Regions from separate parts of the Oryctolagus cuniculus genome. Here region 2 is linked to region 1. The links are chromatin contacts, called in public Hi-C maps. All regions are on one chromosome and are shown on one strand. The core of a region is the stretch at or near the end of the contact, and the rest is flanking DNA. Distances in the headings are between cores, read along the strand shown. Region 1 has its middle 68 kb from the start of ZNF366. Region 2 has its middle 45 kb from the start of MRPS27.

Evidence for each region. Hi-C and Micro-C count contacts between places; a contact is called where the count stands out from the background.
Region 2: a Hi-C map of an unstated tissue shows a contact between it and region 1, with 3 times the contacts expected there. The contact joins two enhancer-like sites. A contact is called at or near these places in 2 of 6 Hi-C or Micro-C datasets (psoas muscle and an unstated tissue).

Annotation. Positions count from the first base shown.
Region 1 is chr14:38,399,775-38,403,221 of mOryCun1.1, forward strand. No RefSeq gene overlaps it. Among named protein-coding and RNA genes, the nearest start is that of ZNF366, 68 kb to the right of the region's middle. Within about 2 kb of position 1,782, at least 2 of the 8 cell types and tissues checked have an H3K27ac peak or open chromatin away from gene starts, as enhancers often do.
Region 2 is chr14:38,608,833-38,612,496 of mOryCun1.1, forward strand. No RefSeq gene overlaps it. Among named protein-coding and RNA genes, the nearest start is that of MRPS27, 45 kb to the right of the region's middle. Within about 2 kb of position 1,724, at least 1 of the 8 cell types and tissues checked has an H3K27ac peak or open chromatin away from gene starts, as enhancers often do.

The DNA.
Region 1 (3,447 bases), core at 532-3,031:
GTTTTGATAAAAAGAAGAGAGAGAGAGGGAGGGCGGGAGGGAGGGAGAGAGAGATGGGTTTAACTGGAGAGGAGTTGCCCGGATGAGCCCTGTTGTAAGTTTAAGGGAAATTTGGGTGTTTTTCTAAGCAAGGGAGAAGTTGGAAAGAGGAGAAGAGAAAGTGGAACTGAAGAAGAACACTGGTCATTGACAGAGCGATGGGTGGGAAGGGTTCTCAAGGGCGAGCGGATGACTGATCTCCTTTGAAAAGGGGAGGAGATAGCGGCTATTTTAGAGTGTAGGTAAGGGGAGTGGTGTCAGATCGTGGTGAATGACCTGGATCTTTTTGTCAGTGAAGTTGGGGGCAACAGCATTGTATAGAGCGGGACGTGGGGCGGGGGGAGTGAGGACGGAGAAGTGAGTGGGAACCTGAGGACTGGAATGTGAGACAGCCTTTGGCAGGGGCTTGAGAGGGAGTGACCAAAGTGCTCCAGCTGAGGACGGATCCTCTGGCTCCACAGGAGAAGCAGCCTGCGTGGGGACAGGCCATCCGCCGGCACCGCCCAGCAGCTGCTCCGAGCAGGACAGAGCAGAACAGCTGCCCACACGAACGCCCACGGCTGGGGACCTCTGGGGCCTTGGTCCAGCTGCTTCCAGTTTGCCTGGTTGTATCTGCTGCACAGCTCAAGTTCTCTGCTTTGCTGATCACGGTGCACTCCGGACTGAGAAGACATGGCACAGCCTGTCATAGAGATGTGCGGCGTGTAATGGGCAGATACAGAAAGGATGTGAAGTCTCTTTGGCAAATTTTAATGCGAACAATTGAAGATTCAGTTGATGGGGCTGGAATTGTGACATAGTGGGTAAAGCCATGGCCTGCGACACCAGCATCCCATATGGGCACCGGTTCATGTCCTGGTTGCCCCACTTCTGATCCAGCTCCCTGCTAATGGCCTAGAAAAGCAGCAGAGATTGGCCCAAGTGCTTGGGTTCCTGCCACCCATGTGGGAGACCCAGATGAAGCCCCTAGCCCCTGGCTCTCGGCTTCTGCCTGGCCCAGCCCTGGCTGTTGCAGCCATTCGGGGAGTGAACCAGCAGGTGGAAGATTTTCCTGCTCTCTGACTCTCCCTCTCTCCCTACAACTCTGACTTTCAAATAAATAAATATTTTTTTTTTAAAGTTGTTGGCTGGCGCTGTGGCTTACTAGGCTAATCCTCCACCTGTGGCACTGGCATCCTGGGTTCTAGTCCCAGTTGGGGCGCCAGTTCTATCCTGGTTGCTCCTCTTCCAGTTCAGCTCTCTGCTGTGGCCCAGGAAGGCCGTGGAGGATGGCCCAGGTCCTTGGGCCCTGCACCCACATGGGAGACCAGGAGGAAGCACCTGGCTCCTGGCTTCAGATTGGCGCAGCGCACCAGCCGTAGCAGCCATTTGGGGGGTGAACCAACGGAAGGAAGACCTTTCTCTCTCTCTCTCTCTCTCACTCTCTCACTGTCGAACTCTGCCTGTCAAAAAAAAAAAAAAAGTTGTTGATTAGCACTGCTTATCACATAAAGATGCCAATCCCCTCTTTATAATTCAGCCCATGTGAAATAAAAAGCTAACAATCAACATAAAAACCAATCACATTCTGTGGAAAAAATTTCCAAGAAGATAGGAAACAGTACAGGGCTGGGGCTTGAAAGAATTGGGTTCCAGTCCAGCGCTGCCACCATCCGTGTGACCTAGGCAAGGCACTCTCACTCTGGGGCCTGAATCACTCGTTTGTGAAATGTGATGACTGGGAGGGCTCACCTCTCCCACAGTTGCATAGCTTCCAACCCCTGGAGAGCTTCCCCTGTGAGCGCCACACAAGTTGGACACTAGGGGTCACGTTCAGATAGCCGCTCACAGGCACGTCTGTTGGAGCTGCTAAGCACGTCCCACTTCCTTCTGAGACGGTCCTCGGCGTGCTTACGTGGAATGGTGTTGTCTCCCTTTCTGGCTGGCTGCGAACTCGGGGGGCAGGGGAGTGAGAAGCTCGGGTTTCTCTGACTCACTGCTACGCCTTTGGGTTTGTGCTATTTTCTTCTTTTCACACAGGCCCCCCGATTTAGGCCAGTCTCTCACTTGCGAGGCACAGGAACTCTTCCTGAAGCTTCCATATTTCCCATCCACCAATACGCCTTCGTGGCTGGGTGGGAAAAAACAGAAAGCAGACAAACCCAGAGCTGCCTTGCAGGAGCGCCATTTGACAGCTCCTCACGGAATGGCCCACCTCTCCCCCGCAGCTGGCTTCACGGCTGATTCTGCTTTCAGAAGCCGGCTAGTGGGGCCGGCTCCTTCCCCACTTTCTCCATCGTCTTCCTGTCTGAGCGTCCCTCTCTAGCCCCAGGCCCTTTGCCTCATCTTCACGCTCAATTCTCAGGGAAGACGGGAAATGAAAGAGTAGTCCTATGGGAAAGGAGGATGCTAGAAGCCACGCCCACCCTTAGCAGCAGTACTTTCTTGCATCTGTTCAATGCTCTTCAGAATGTTTGCACCTCACTTGTGGCGTTCCTTCCCCACCCATTTCCCACGGGGAGAAGAACTGGCTTGGAGAAGCCGACAAAACACGCACCCTGGCACCCCGGACTGTGGCTGACCCTGCTTCTCACCGGCTGTGTATCTCCTGGCAAGTCGCGCTCTCCCATGAGCCTAATCTTCCTCACCTGGAAAGTGTGGCCGTGAATGCCACCCCTGCCCACTGGGCAATTAGGAAGAGGACCGGTTCTCAGCCTCCTGTAACCAGTGCACCGTGCTCAGCCTCCCGGATGGGAGTGTAAGAGAAGAGCCCGCCCCAGGGTTAGGACTTACTCCTAGGCAGAGTCACTGTCCTGGCTGCTCCCTCCCCACCAGAGTCCTGTGTTCTGAGATATCTGGACAGCCTTTAAGAAAGTCAGGAGGACACTGTATTTCCTTCTTCCAAGTCTGGGACAGCCTGGAGACCGGGACTCCCTGCTCTCCAGTTCTGGGACCTAGACTGATAGTCCTCTCCTCTCCCATCCTGTTATTTTTCTCTCCAGGAGTCCCAGTGCCTCCCTAAAGGCATCTCATGCCCCAGGGGAAGGGCGCCCAGGTGAGGAACCCAGGGGCTGCACAGTGGACCAAGGCTTCAAGTCCTCTGCCTTCCACTGGTGCTTTTGTTCTGCTGTAGCTTTGTGCTGATTCCTCCGAAGTCGGGAGCTGTCTAAAGATACCCTCCAGGTCTTCTCCACACTTAGAATACCCTCTTTTGTAGCAAAGCATGGCAGGAAATATTGGCTTTGGGGTCAGAAAGATTTGTTTTTGGATCCAAGAGGTTCAAGATGGAGGTGGCTGGAGTGGAGCTGAGCTGCAGTCCAGGACCACCGGGGACACCCTCTGTGTCCCCAGCAGCAGAGGCACACAAAGCAGGCAAGTGTTCGCTCCAGGGTCTGGAGAATAACGAAGGAGAGAGTTCACAGGCAGAAT
Region 2 (3,664 bases), core at 474-2,973, 210 kb after region 1:
GAGACTTGGAAGAAGCTCCTGGCTCCTGGCTTCAGATCTGCCCAGCTCCAGCTGTTGTGGCCATTTGGGGAGTGAACCAGCAGATGGAAAACCTCTCTCTGTCTGTAACTCTGCCTCTCAAGTAAACAAATAAATATTTGTTGTTAAACCTGGGAAATTGCAAAGTAACTTGAGTTGTAAGAAACTCTGAGTTGATGTTGACTGCAGGGCTTCCAAATTAACACCATGGCCCTCACCTCTGAATTTTCCAATGAGCTCCTGGGGGTTTTGACACCAGGATGAACCTTGACTGTGCTTTGTGCTAAGGGATGCGTCTCATGCCAAGGGGTGCAGCAAACGATGGGGGGGGGGTGGCCTCACAAAAGTCCATGGAAACAGGCCTGGGCTTCTAATTCCACTTCTCATGAAGCACCCTGTATTGGGAGGCCAACGGGCTGCTCTCGGTAGCCTTACTGCTTTCCTGCAGGATGGGACCCAAGGGCGACTGGTGAGCGGGGTAATTCGTAAGCTTCTTGCTTCCTTTGCTCAACCCAGCCTGTTCAAATCTTCTCCCTAAAATATAAGGCTTTCTTTTTTTTTTTTTTTTTTTTTTTTTTTTTGCTTGGGAAAAACAATAGGACTGAAAGTAAACTTCTGGTTTCTCCTATGTTCCAGTAAAACAGTCTGCTCTGAGTCAGTGAGTGAAAGAATAACACAGGAAGGCAGATTCCGTCATGAAAAAGCCCACAAAAGGGACAGAAAATATTTTTTTTCAAAGGGAGAAGCATGAACAAAATGATGGGGAAGATACAAAATAGAAGAACAGAGAAGAAGAAAGAGGAAGTAGAAATTAAGGAAGAAAAAAATCTTGACGCTATTTCATCTCCCATTCATTTCTGCGGGAACAGAAGGCGACACTGCAAGCGGCCCTCTCTAGCCCAGCTCGCTCTCCAGGACTGCAACGCAGCACACTGATTTTTCCCCCGAACCTGGACCGCGGAGGACCCGGATTGCTGGCGGGCAGCTGTGTTCTGCTGTCTTTGTCTCCCCCTCTGCCTCTACCCGGGTGTGCTGTGCAGATGAGGCACTCAAAGTACATTGATCAATAACTTGAGAGCGATGTCTGCACTTGCAAAGTGACAGGTGGAATTGAGAGAGTTTAGAGAAGCAAAGGAGACTTTTAAAAAATAGCCTTAAGGCTGGCGCCGCAGCTCAATAGGCTAATCCTCCACTTAGCGGCGCCGGCACACCGGGTTCTAGTCCCGGTCGGGGCGCCGGATTCTGTCCCGGTTGCCCCTCTTCCAGGCCAGCTCTCTGCTGTGGCCAGGGAGTGCAGTGGAGGATGGCCCAAGTGCTGGGGCCCTGCACCCCATGGGAGACCAGGAGAAGTACCTGGCTCCTGCCATCGGATCAGCGCGGTGTGCCGGCCGCGGCGACCATTGGAGGGTGAACCAACGGCAAAAAGGAAGACCTTTCTCTCTGTCTCTCTCTCTCACTGTCCACTCTGCCTGTCAAAAAAAAAAAAAAAATAGCCTTACATAGTCTACATGAATAAAAGATCTATGCCTTTGGGCCAGACCCCCGGCTCCCTGGGTTCAATACTTCGATCCAGGGGGATTAACAAAGGCCATGCACCCACACCAGCTGGGTCACTGGTTCACGGCCCAGCTCTCCACTTGGCTGGGACAGATTCCATAAGCGAAAGCTTCCTGCTCCTGACTCTACTTTCCAAGTAGGTGCTGTGCCACAGTGATAGCCCCACCTCCCTGGGCAGGGCTGGGAAACGCTACCTTAGCACGGTTGTCCCCGCACCCCCACCACCCATGATCTATGGTGGCCGTGCACCCCCACCATGGTCCATGATGGCCACTCAACTCCAGACCCCTCATGGGAGTTTGGCCAAAGGGCTCCGAGCCAGGTGTTTTGGGGTGTTTCATTATGTAAGTGAGATAAATCACAGAAAACGTGAGAGGAACATAACGTCTACTACAGGCTGCCCTGGGCTTTCTTTTCCTGCCTTATTCCGGACTGCTATGACCAAGTCGCCCGGAGGCCGCAGCCTGTGTTCAGTGTATCTGAGAATCAGTTTCCCTCTGCCCCTCCAGGTGCCCTGGGGGTACCTCCGTGGTTCCCAAGAGCCTCTGCCCCCTCCCTCCCCTTGGCCCATCCTTTGGGGAGATCCTTCACCAAAGCCCAGTCCTGTTGTAATGAGTACCTTGTGACACCTTAATAGACATGGGAGGTTCACAATAATGGAGAACTTTGACCTAGTCTTAGGAACAGGTGGCGATAAATGCACTAGGACCCCAATTTCCCTCACTTCCCTGGAGAAAGTCCCAAGAGTTAGTCCATTCCTGATGATGGCAGCAAGAGACGGTCATTTGATCGTTAGAGAAATAATCAAATTAACTGAGAGACTAGAGGCAGGTGTTTAGCTAGCATTAACTGCTGGCAACCAAGCAGTAGCTGCTGGTTAGGATACCTTCATTCCACATCGGAGTGCCTGGGTTCCATGCCCGGCTCGGGTTCCAGACTCCAGCTTCCCGCCAATGCAGGTCCCGTCAGGCAACAGAGATGGTTCAAGTCATTGAGTTCCTGCCACCCACGTGGGGGACCTGGATTGTGCTGCTGGCAATCCTGGCCCCGCCCCAGCTATTGAGGACGTCTGAGGAGCGAACCAGTGGATGGAGGCCCTTTTTCTCTGCCTCCCAAATAAATAAATGAATATGTATTTTAAAATGAGGAGGCCAGTTCCTTTCCATTTCCCTCACATATCAATGATATTTTAGTGAATAAAGGCAAACGATTACTTATGTGTGTTTAACTTTCTTAATTGAAGAGGGGACCGTGTCCTAAGTGACAAAAATGATCTCCCCTTTTTCTTTCCTAAGGAACTGAGCTGGGTGTTTTCTCAAAAAATATCTCCTATGTTTCACGTGTGTGCACGCACACACTCACGCCCATTGACATCCTTTCTGCAGAGGGTCAGCCTTGCTGTTTTCTCTCCCAAAAACATCCTTTCAGCACTGGCCTACCTGAGCGCAGGTGATGTCCCCTCTCTCCCCTAAAGTCTACCCACCATGCAGCCTGCGATGGGGACCTCTCTCCAAATTCCAGGGAGGGCAGAGCTTTCTTAAAAAAAAAAAAAAAAATCCACACTTTTTAAAAAATAGTGACTCTGGGCGCCCTCTGCTGTCTGTTCTAAGTTCTTCATCTGCAAAGAAAGGAAAACCCGGAGTCAGCCAGGAAATACTGAAAGCGCATGCGTGCACACACACGTGGCCGCACATACAGGCACACAGCCACCATCTGGGGTAGGCAGTTCAAAGCCTGAGCTCCAGCATCAGCCTGTGCTCTCCCACTCCCTAGTTTCATACCCATGGGCAAAGAACCCATCTGCACTTGAGTCTCTCTATCTGTGAAATGGGAGGATAGTAATGTGTGGGTTTTCCTGAGGATTAAATGAGATAATACACACATGCTCCACCCAGAGCCTGAGTAAGTCTTAAGATAGGGCAGCTGTTTTTTTTTCCCCCACTGTTATTTCTTCTATTTTATGAACCTTAGCATATTAATTCTGTGTTGAATTCCCTGTCACCCAAGCCCGGATGTCTCAAAGAAACAATCATACTCATTCAAGGTGGAACCGGCACTTCCCCCACCTGCAGGGAGCTGCTTGGTTCTC